Regions from separate parts of the Zea mays genome. Here region 2 is linked to region 1. The links are chromatin contacts, called in public Hi-C maps. All regions are on one chromosome and are shown on one strand. The core of a region is the stretch at or near the end of the contact, and the rest is flanking DNA. Distances in the headings are between cores, read along the strand shown.

The links. Hi-C and Micro-C count contacts between places; a contact is called where the count stands out from the background.
Region 2: a contact with region 1 is called in a Hi-C map of ear, with 2.9 times the contacts expected there. The contact joins the promoter of LOC100280822 here to the enhancer-like site in region 1. A contact is called at or near these places in 2 of 25 Hi-C or Micro-C datasets (ear and leaf).

Annotation. Positions count from the first base shown.
Region 1 is chr7:125,154,896-125,160,540 of Zm-B73-REFERENCE-NAM-5.0, reverse strand. It overlaps LOC103634138, which reads right to left. Exons shown (of 4, transcript XM_035961242.1): 3 at 4,364-4,410; 4 at 1,504-2,510. The coding sequence ends at 1,862. Among protein-coding and RNA genes, the nearest start is that of LOC103634138, 7.8 kb to the right of the region's middle. Within about 2 kb of position 2,355, at least 19 of the 20 cell types and tissues checked have an H3K27ac peak or open chromatin away from gene starts, as enhancers often do. A contact at or near this core is called in ear and leaf, where this site is marked.
Region 2 is chr7:125,328,350-125,334,331 of Zm-B73-REFERENCE-NAM-5.0, reverse strand. It overlaps LOC100280822 (alanine aminotransferase 2), which reads right to left and starts at 4,726. Exons shown (of 15, transcript NM_001353090.1): 1 at 4,599-4,726; 2 at 4,452-4,502; 3 at 4,274-4,324; 4 at 4,110-4,175; 5 at 3,966-4,027; 6 at 3,693-3,771; 7 at 3,471-3,575; 8 at 3,226-3,336; 9 at 2,871-3,008; 10 at 2,610-2,684; 11 at 2,303-2,423; 12 at 2,050-2,201; 13 at 1,881-1,955; 14 at 1,566-1,769; 1 more. The coding sequence starts at 4,649. The coding sequence ends at 394.

The DNA.
Region 1 (5,645 bases), core at 1,106-3,605:
GAGTTGCTCTCTGAATCAGTGTCATCTCTTTCGCTCCTCCCTTTCCCTTACGCGGTTGAATGGACTGTTAAGGATTCCATCACTTAGCAATCTACAAACAATACCAAGAAAGTGAATAACAAATGTGTCACTTAGCAATGACAGTGAATAATAGTGAATAACAGTGAATAACAAAGTGTCGCTTTTGAATAACAGTGAATAACAATGTGCCATTTTGAATAACAGTGAACAACAGAGAGCGCATACATGCTAGTCTGCTACGGTGTTGTCGGTGCAGTGCAGGTGCAGTTGATGCTGCCTGCTGGGCGCTAGGGTGCTCGGCACTCCGCGTCTCGACGGCGGACGGCGGCGCCGATGGCTGGAGCTGGCCGCTGGGCGCTGCCGACCGGAACCGGCGGCCTCGGGCCTCGGCTAGCGCTCGGCGCTTGGGCTTGGCCGTCGGGCACTTGGTGGTCGGCACACAGCGCACTCGAGCAGTCGGTCAGTGGCGACCACCGGCTCGGGCAGTCGGGCCTCGGTGACGACGGTGACTCGGCGAGTTGGCGAGGGGCCAATGGCCGAGGGCGACTGGGCGAGACGACGAGTGACAGCTGTGCGGCGGCTGCGGCTGTCCAAACCCTAGCAACCTGTGCGGGGGCTGTGTCGTGGTCGTGGTTAGGGCGAGGGCGACTGGGCGAGTGACGACTCGTGGTGGCCTGGTGGGGTCACGGTCATGGCCCATCTGGCATTTGCGGATCTGGCCATCATCCCGAGTCTCAGCTCTCGAGCCAGGCTCGATGGTACAACGAGCCTGCAGAACAGGCTCGGCTCGATATGATAGTGACAGAGGACAAAGATATTTTAGGGTGCGCTTGGTTGTAGTGGCAGAATAAAATAAGATATTACAATTATTTAAATAAGTTTGTTTAGTTCATGGTCAGTGGTTGGAACATAATTATTCTAATATTGTTCTAATACTGCAACCAAACTCATACTTAGTCAATCTTAAAGTAGTCGAGGAAACACCATATTTAGCGGATAGGAAGTTTTATAGTGCGTTGTTGGAGAGTTTTAGGGCTCCTTTCAAACGCAGAAATTTTATAGAAAGTTTACATGAATTAGTTAAAAACAAATGATTCAGGAATTTATCATGCTTTGGTTTGCGGTTTCCAGACAGGCGCTAGCCATTATCCACCTGCTCTGTTTCTGCCTGTAGTCTCCTCTGCAGACCCGCCGATTCAAGGTAACATATGGCTAGTTTTCCTGTGTTCCATAGAGATTCAATTGACTTTCATCCAGAATCAAAAAAATGTTTCATCCAAAATGGTCTACCGAAAGCATGGGCCGGGAAGCACATGGAAGACAACGCTCCACCGGCATTTCTTTATTTGTCAATCAACTTTCAAAATTCAAAGGCGAGCAAGACTGAGCAGGAGCATCAGCAATACAACCCAAACGACTTTTTCCAAAATTTAGTGTAACAAAACAGTACAGAAAGTAGCTTCAGATCATGAGACAAATTCATTCAGCAAGGAGACGATGTATCCCTCTTAAAATTTTAGCATACACGCTAGAACTTTGACAACTGAATTGCAACTCTGAAATACACGATCTTCAGGATGGAATGGGCTTCATACTTAGTCAATGCTGTATGGAAAAAAAATCTTAACAGATATAATGGACCTAACTCTCGAACGAGATTGCCTGCAAAATGTTGCCCAGGAATCATTTCAATTCTCGAACGATAAGATTGGATTACATTCGAAACACAACTTCAAGAATACTACTAACAATAGTCCAACACGTCACAGACAAGGAACTAAACGAAGTAACCCTAACAACAAACAGGCATCCACGACAGCAAGGAGAAGAGGCATCCAGCCTAGCCTCCGAAGCCGTAGAGGGTTCGGCCCTGGCGCTTGAGCGCGTAGACGACGTCCATGGCGGTAACAGTCTTGCGGCGTGCGTGCTCGGTGTAGGTGACGGCGTCGCGGATGACGTTCTCGAGGAAGATCTTGAGGACGCCGCGGGTCTCCTCGTAGATAAGCCCCGAAATGCGCTTCACGCCGCCCCTCCGAGCCAGCCTCCGGATGGCGGGCTTGGTGATGCCCTGGATGTTGTCACGGAGCACCTTCCGGTGGCGCTTTGCTCCGCCCTTGCCCAGACCTTTGCCGCCCTTGCCGCGCCCCGACATCGTCGCTGCCGGTGCCCTGTCTTTCACGCTCTCCTCGCCTCGAAGAAAATGGGGGATTTTTTGGGAAGGTGCTTGGACTTTGGTGAATGTATCGGCTGGCGGTGGAAGACAATATATAGAGGTGGGAGAGGAAGTTGGAGGCGTCGGATGGGGAGCGATCCGCGTCAGAAGTGAGAGGAGTGGCGTGAACCGTTGGATGGGGACGGCTTGACTCCTATTGGTGGAGGAGCGCGAGCACGGATAGGGGAGGGGGCGGGACCGCGGGAGATCAAAATCATGTGGGAACAGAGAGCTTGTTTTTTTCGGTGGAGCGCTGTGATCTCTGCTGTCCGGAATCCTGATATATACTCCAAGTCTTAATCACCTCTAATTAAAAACTAAGAAATATATTTAGGAGATATTTGATTTCTAAGCACTAATTTTTAATCTTTTTATTTTATTTTATTTTAGATTTTAAATTATTAAATACAGAAACTGAAATATTGTTCTAGTTTCCGTATTTAACAATTAAGTAATTGAAATATAATAAAATTGAAAGACTAAAATTAGTCCTTATAAACTAAATACTTCCTTAATACACTTTGTACTGCTACAACTATATAGAGAGAGAGAGAGAGAGCACTTTTTATCTCATGGATCAAGAATAAAAAAATAGTACGTCTCATAAATTTGGACGAAATGAGTAATATAGTTAAATTTGCTTGTTTACTAATTTGTCTAGATGTTATGGTGCGATTAACACGTGAAATAGGCTACAGTCAGTTCTAAACAACTCCTTAAGTTTAGGGACTAAAAATGGGCATTTAGAAAGGTGGTGTAGTTGAATACCTTACTTTATGAACTGTTTGAATATTGTTGAGCACCACAAATTGTCCGAGCGGACGGTCTGACCGTAAGGCCGGACGGTCGTCGGTCCGACACTCCATGCTGGTGTTGCGGACGGTCCGCGAATGCACAAAATCAGTTACGTTTCCGAGTTGCGATATTTGTTAGCTAAATCTGCGGGATTAACTCGAAAAATAGCTTGTAACGAGTCTAGGCCTCCCTTTATATATATGGAAGGCTATGATCGATTGGAACACAACAATAGATCAATCAATATACATCTAGTTCTTTACATTTTCCACATGAGTAGATAGTAAATTAGATTTCTCTCTCAAAATCTTCATCTTTCTTCGACTCTACGTCGATTAAAGACGTCTAGGATCTCTCCTCCCCGACAGGTCCCTCCCGGAAGCGAGATTCATGCGTTATCGACGAACTCCGCCGCCCCAATGCACGCGCGGACCGTCCGGCTCGTCAAACAGGACCCTAACCTCTGCGTCAGGTCGCGGATCATCCGGCTCCTGACAGCAGACCGTCCGGCTCATCAAGCAGGACCCTAGCCTCTGTGTTAGGTTGTGGACCATCCGACTCCTGACAGCAAACCGTCCGCACCTCCGCAGAAAACACCGCCTTCGGTTCTCATCGCAGTGATTGGTGTCCGAATCAGAGCCAACAAATATGATTTTTGATTAATAACACTCTAAATTAATTTTAGGGATTTTTTAGTTGCTCGAAAGCGCCAGTGAAGGGGTGTTTGGTGCGAGTAGTGTTTGATTGATAAGCCAGGTAGAACAGAGTCGTTTCATCCTTGATTTTAGGAACGGAGCCGCTCTGTTCTGTGTTTGGTAAGCTGGAACGGAGCGGCTCTGTTTTTTGTTGGGTTACAGAGTGAACTGGAACAGAGCGGCTCAATCCTTTGTTTAGTTGAAGAGTCACTGAGTCGCGTGAGGAGAGAGGTACCTGAGTCGCGTGACTGTGCGAGCGGGCCGGGAGCGGAGCGGCTCCGTCCAGTTCATTTTTTGGAGTGGGATGGTTCCGGATCTGAGGAGGAATATTCCATAATTGAAGTCACTCCGTTTTAGTTAATTTGTAACCAAACAATAACAAAACTGTGACAAAACGACTCTGTTCTAATTGGCTCTTTAACCAAACACTACCTACCTAAAGTACGGAATAATCGCTAGCGAACGGTGTGAGAAGGCCTCTGCCTCTTGTAGACGATGCCTGTGCCTTGGAGAAACGTCTGCCAAGAGAAGCAACAAGGTGGGCAGGGAGTCGAGGACAAGCAAGTTCAATCAAAACCCTTGCCTGCTCCTCAAGCTAGTTTCACATAACGCATCAACCAGCGCGATTGTCCTGGGTCACCTGGGGTTCAGGCAGAAGGTGACACGAGGCCTGCAGGAGAACAACGTCTGCGATCATGCAATCACTTCAATTTTGTCAAAATCGGCAATGGGAGAACAACGTCCCTGTCTGTTTTGGCTTTTCGCAGCTTCTGGCCACTAAAAGCTGCTGCATACTGCCAAAACACTTAGTTTTTCAGACAGCTTCTATAAAATTCGTTTGGGTAAAAACCATTGAAAATCAACATAAACATATAATCGGTTGAGTTATCGCAATAGTAGTAATCCGTCACTTTATAGATCTTGAGCCTCATGGACAACTTTATCTTCCTCCGCACGTAATCCTATGATACTCAGATTCTATACTGTTGGAGGCTAAAAAGAGCCTGGCGGACGGTCCGGCCCTGAGGCCGGACGGTCCGCGGTCCGGACTGTCCGCGGTGGTGACGTGGACGGTCCGCGCGCGCGCAGAGTCAGTTAGGGTTCCTAGTTTCTCGCGGGATTTGTTACCTAAAACCGCGGGATTAACCCGGGAAACAGTTGGAAACGGATCCAGACCTCCCCCTTTATATAGATGAAGGGCTACGGCCGATTAAACCCCCAACAATCGAATCAATACAACTTCTATTCGCATTTATTTCCAGTACAATTAGGAGTAGTTCTAGTCTAGTTCTAGTTTAGCCTCTCGATCCCCAAATTCTCCGCCTCTCCTCGACTCTACGTCGATTAGAGGAGTCTAGGTCGGCCGGCCCGAGCCTAGACAACCCCTAGGATCTCTCCTCCCCGACGGGGTCCCTCCCGGGAGCGAGATCCAGGCGCCGCCGGCGATCTTCCGCCGCCCCTGCACACGCGCGGACCGTCCAGCCCCAAGGCGCGGACCGTCCGGACGTCAGGCAGGAAAACCTAGCCCCTGCGCCAGGTCGCGGACCGTCCGGTCCCAAGTCGCGGACCGTCCGCGCCTGACCAGAGAGCACCGCCGCCGGTTCTTCTTGAGTATTTGGCGCTCCGAAAAGGCGTCAACATACTTTTTGGCGACTCCGCTGGGGAATAGGTGTCTAGATCTGCTAAAAATCGGCCCATAAATGGCCGGTTCTAAGGATCACACCAAGATCTCCACTACCAACATCATCAAGCCGGCCATGGAGGCGCTCCCGGCTGATGACCAAAGGCCCTTTGAAGACCTCGTAATGCGCGATGAGAAAGAGGTGATGCGGCAATGGAACGAACAACGCGACAAGGAAGAGGCGGAACTGCTGCATAAACTCTCCGAACGGCGCAAGGAGGCGGCGGACAAGTACTTGTCA
Region 2 (5,982 bases), core at 3,477-5,976, 170 kb before region 1:
GTGTCACATGCTTCGACAGGACAGGACAGTCTGCAATCCCAGATGTTTTGGATGTTTTGTGAAGAGAGTTTATTATGTACTCATCTTTCTTTTTATTTTTTATTTATCACGTTTTAGTTTAAAAATAAACTAGCCTACCATAAATATAATATTTGAGAACGGAGTCAGTATATATATGCACAAGCTGCAGACTTTTTATTCCTGAAAGCACAGCTTATCTTTAAGCAGTACAGACTACAGACAGACCACTGACTGCATAAGTGAGGACAAACGGGCACAGCTCAACGAGGAAGCAAGAACACAGAACAACAAACAACAACTCCAGAGCTCAGAAGTTGTCTTGATTGCCCATGGGCACACGCACAGGCCTAACCGTGCCATGCATCGACACCATCAGCGACGGAGATCGTTCATGACCTGCTGAGAGCCCCGGAACTCGTTCATGAACGCCTTATGGAACGCCCTCAAGCGTGCGACCATCGCCTCGATTTTTCTTTCGTCAGGAAGGATCGTGCATCGGATATGGATCGTCCCAGAGGCCTTGCCAGTGAATTGCACAAACAAGATCAGACAATTGAGGCAGCCAAGGGAATGCACTAAATTTGTACATTAATCACCCACACTGATGTAATGAGAACAAAATTGTTAAACTAACTCTCTCATCCTTATTTTAAACTACCTATATGTATTGTAAAGTAAACCTCTAAGTTTGCGCATAAATTAACCGCCTTGACTACATTGACATAATATGCTATGATAATAGATAAATCAGCCTCAAAATTAAATAATAACTGTGCAAAAAGAACTCCAATTCCTCTTACATACATACAGGGGTGAGCATAATAAGAGGGTTGAGCAAACCGAATTGCTCGGTCTTCAATATTTTTTCTAATATATTTCAGTTCAGTTGTTGATGACCGGAAACATGTAAAGGATGGAAGACCGAATCGGGTTAGATTGAACGTGGTTCACCCTTTCTTATACTTGTTTCTAAATCAAGCTTCTAATATTGTTAACACACAAAGCTAATTCAAAATAGACATGTGTGATGTGTGTCACCAGATGAGCCACATATACACATACATAGACAAAGGGAACATATATAGGAAGGAAGCAACGAGTATATCAATTACTGTACTAGATGGTTTCAACTAAAAGTATATCAAACACAACACATTGAAAGGCTATTATTGTTAATACTAGAGCAAATGGGGCTATTATTGTTAATACTAGAGCAAATGGTTGTAAATTTTTTTAAAAAATATAGACAAAAATATTGTCATCCAATCTAGGTGTTTTATAAATTTGGAGAGCTTATTTAGAGTATTTTTCTGTAATTGTAGAAGTGGGCACACAATACAGTTGATGACTATTATTGCCTATCGTTGGACCCTACTGAAAATCAATGGCTCAATGATTTTTTAATTAATCCTAAGATTTTACAGAATTTTTAAGGTATCCCTGAGAGATCATTAAAATTACAATAAGTTGTAATTTCGAATGGAATGTTACAAGACGAAAGGCTCATATATAGTTCATCCAAGAGGAGGCTGAGGCTGACTGACCTGGTGGAACCCAGAGCCCGGCACAACGGCAATCCCGGTGGCATCAAGCAGGCGGTGAGCGTAGAATATGTCAGGTGAAACTCCCTCGAAATCGGCGGCCCTGATCGCAGCGGAGGGGAGGTGGAGCCGTGGGAACAAGTACAGCGCACCCTCTAACTTGTTGCAAGTCACGCCCTCCAGGCCGCTGAAAGCTTTCTCCAGGGTCTGCAGTTGCACAGACAAGAGGAGGGGATCAAGATCATGCCATTGTGCAAGGCGTCTCGTACGCTGCCGATCCATGTGCGTGAAGGATGGTTGAGATGATGGCTTGCGCACCTTGGCTCGCTTGCAGAAGGATGAACGGATCTGTTCCTTCTCCTTATCAAATGACTCGAAAGATTCATCTCCTAGCTGCGTACAGGTCACAAGGGAAGTTCTGTATAAAAAGAATAAATACTGGGACGGATGAAGCCAATTTTGTGATGATTTAGTTCAGGTTACAAACCTTCGGTGGATCCATTGCAAGGCTGACGAGAATCTGGCCAGCAATGTTGGGGCAGAGTGTTAAAGAAGCCACCTTGTAAATCTGATCCTTCACATTAGCTGCAACACCAGACACCTCCATGTAGCCTCCTCTTCTGCCACTCTCCCCATAGCCTGCCAGGTCCAGAAGATGGGAGAACAGACGAACTTCAGACTGGACCCGCCAAAGATTTAAGGTCATATTTTTTTTTGATATATAAAGGAAGAAGACTCACTCATTGAAACGGAATGAAGTGATACTAGGGTGAGGTCATTTTCGTCGTAAGCAAGTGATCTGGCCACTTTCTTGAAGGAATGGAACTTCTTGTTCTCTGCGTAGATATTTTCCTGGTATACCTGCGAATACATTTCGGTACTTGATTTTCAAGACAGAATGTACCCTTTTTTCTTCTTCTTCTTAACAAAGTTAATGTGAATATGTGATTCGATAATGCAAAAAAGGCTACATTTTAAAGACTTAGAGCCTGTTTGTTTGGGATTATAATCTGAATAATCCCAAACAAACACCCCATTAGTACAAACCTCATCAGCAAGTATAACCAGACCTTCCTTCCGACAAAACTCTACTATCTCCTCCTGGTTTGTGACGGATAGCACCTATAACTAAAGGAATGAGATGTGTTGACGAAGAGAAACTCTGGTACAACCTGAGCTGAAACGAGATTAAATTGAAAATTTTCCAATAACCAGATCATCACTGGTAAGAACTACTCTGAAAATTTTCATCTGTTTTCTTTATTGGAACATGTAAAAGGATTCAGGAAAACAATGTGCCATATATACCTGTCCAGTAGGGTTGCCGGGATTTATTACCACCATAGCTCTAACAGTGAGGCCAGCCGAACGAGCCTCTTCCAAGCACCTCTTGACTTCAAAGATCTCTAGGCCCCAACCGTTATCTTCAGTGAGATTGTACGGCACCTGGTCACAGTTCAGTATTGTAGTTATCCCAAGCATAGAGCACACACGTGTGTTTTGTCTTCTAATATAAGAAACCAAAAAAAAAAGAACTGATTGAAAAAGGAGAAGAGCGATGAATCTGATGGTTAGTTTGGGCTTGAACATTTTAAACAAGCCACTTCTACTGCGTTTCGCAGATATTGCTTGGCTATCTTTTTGAACTACACTAGTGCTGTACCATCGTTCCACCGTGCAGTATGATGGAGGCCGAGTACAAGGGGTATTCGGGTAGAGGGCTCAAGATGCCGTCTTCGTGAGACCTGATGAGTATCTGCATCATCAAGTTGATCTGCAAAAAAGGGGCAGAAAGGAGCCGCGGTCGAGCTGAAGGTATTGACACTGATGTTCGTATCTGTATGTAAAGGATCCAGTTCCATCTGTGCTGCGTCATGTAGATGTAGGTTCTGAAATGCAGAGTCTTACCGCTGAGGTGGCTCCATCTGTCAGAAAGATATCGTCCGCTGTCGATGGAAAACCGTCTCTTGCGGTAATCCCATCTGCTACTACTTGACGCAGGCATTTGATTCCCTGATCACACCAAGCAAGTGTGATTGAACGATGTAACCAGTAAGTGTGAAGGGGAAAATATACACCATCCCAGTGTTTGTTTATTTATAAGAAAGCTAAGCAGTTTCAGTTGGGTACCCGGCAATCAGTATATCCACCAGTGTCTTTGCTGGGGATCGAGTTTAGGATCCTCCTGGCCCTTCTTATGCTACAAGGGCTGCGACACAGTAGATGGAAACATTGTCAGAGTCAAGTTTCTGCCAAACTATGTATCATACTCAGCTTATGAAGCTACTTTCTCGAATATTTGTCGTCCGTTAGTTTATTTTAACTAAAACACGACAAATAAAAAAAAAGGACGGAGGTAATAGTACAGTAAACAGTAAAGCGAGCTCAGCTGCATAGTCCAACCTGAATAAGGCACGAGCTTCATCTCTGTCCATGAGGGCTGGGTTGTCGCACAGGGAGAGAACCTGGAGCCAGCAATTTCGACCATCAAACACACTTGCGTTGTCTTGTTCTTTTGTGTTTCTGAGGGTAATTAAGGGTGGTAACCTCACGAAAGAAAGTTAGTGGCGGCTGACCAAGGACCTGGGGGTTCCCGAGGTTGCAGTATATTATCTGTTGGACAGCATGGAAGGCTGGTCAAGTTAGGTGATATATAGATTGTGATACACGCACGCACGCACTTGCTTGCTGCACAGGGGAGGAGTTTTCACCTCTTGGAAAGGGATAGAAGCAGGGTTCTCCTCTATCTCCTGCTCCAGCCGCTGAACGAGACACATAGCGAAAGGCAATATTTTTTGTCCTCCTATTAGTCATCGTAATTTTGCAAAAAAAAAAGGTGCGAGGGGTCGTCGTAAAGCAGCATGAATTAACAGCAGTGGTGCAATTTACCGCTGCGTGCTTGACGATCTCCCCGCAAGGCGCGTATCTGATGATCTTGACCTTCAAACGAAGGGACAACGTACGTCACCTAAGCTTTTCAGTTTAAATCGGAAGAATGCAATGGATGAACATATATATGATTTCTGAAGAAGAAACCCTGGGATTTATGGTCTCGGCGGTGATGGACGGGGCCTTGTTGTACGACATGGCGCGTCGGGGCACCGGCCGGCGCAGGGAGAGGGCAGGCAGTGGGAGACGATGAGCGGCTGTGCGGACGGCGAGAGTGAGCGAGAGCGAGGTGTGACTGAGCAAGGACGGAATAAAGAAGGTGCCCTGGTAGCTCGGCACTTGGCGTCCGCCTGGGCGGCGCTCTGCCACGTCCTGCCCCCCGCGTCGGGACCCTCAGCTCGGCACTTGCACGAGAGGAATGCATGCCATTTGCCACGCGTGCTTGCTCACGATCCAACAGCGCGCCTGCGAGAGGTCCTGAGCGTTGACGCATGGTGCGCTCGCGGCAGGCGACGCCGCCTCCGATACCTCCTCCCTTGCCAGGCTATCTCGAGCATCTCCTATTTTGAATTATATTTTATGAATAGTACAGTCGGTCGTATACATGATTACATAACGATCGCAATTTGTTGGCGCGCCGTAATATTCAACATAAAAATTATACAATATAAACCAGAATCGATATTAGAGTTATTTGTTTGGAATTATATAAATATAATATTCTGATCATATAATCTAACTTATTTTAAATTAAGTGTTAGTTTAAAATAAGTTAAATTATATAACTAGACATATCATAATCTTAAACAAACATGTCTTTAGTCTGAACGTAAAATTAGGTTAGGTCGGATCTTCAAAATCGTAGAATTAACCTGAATCAAATCTTCAAAATCGGTCAGACTGTTCTTGAAATCTGATCTAGCTAACTTTTTTATTGTTAGATTTGCTATTGTAGTCGGCCTCCATAAAATCTAGACTAACCAACTTTTAAAGTTAACTAGGTGGACTATACATAAAACTTTACATAAAAAAAATCAAACGAATTATAATTTAAGAGGAAGGGAGTATTTGGTTGACAAAGAATATAAAGTAATGAAGACCAAACCGATAAAAAAAGTTCAAAAATGTCGTGCAGGCCGCCAAGGTCGGCTCTCTCTACTACAAAGGCTGAGTTTGGGCTGGCCAGTCAGACTTCGCGTGCCTAGATTACCTGTTTAGACAGTGTTTGAATGCGTTAGTTAGCTAAAAATTTGTTAGTAGAATTAGCTAGCTAATAAATAGCTAGCTAACTTGTAACTAATTTACTAAAAATAGTTAATAGCTAAAATATTAGCTAGGGTGTTTGGATGTCTCCAACTAATTTTAGCCACTAAAACTATTAGTTTTAGTGTATTCAAACACTCCCTTAGAGTCCGTTAAATCGATTTCCATGGTGTCTTCTACTGTACAAGTTGGCCAAGTCGGGTTGAAGGTAGTTAGGCCGACTTCCCTAGCTCCAATGGCCATTGATGCATCTCTGGATGATTCAGTC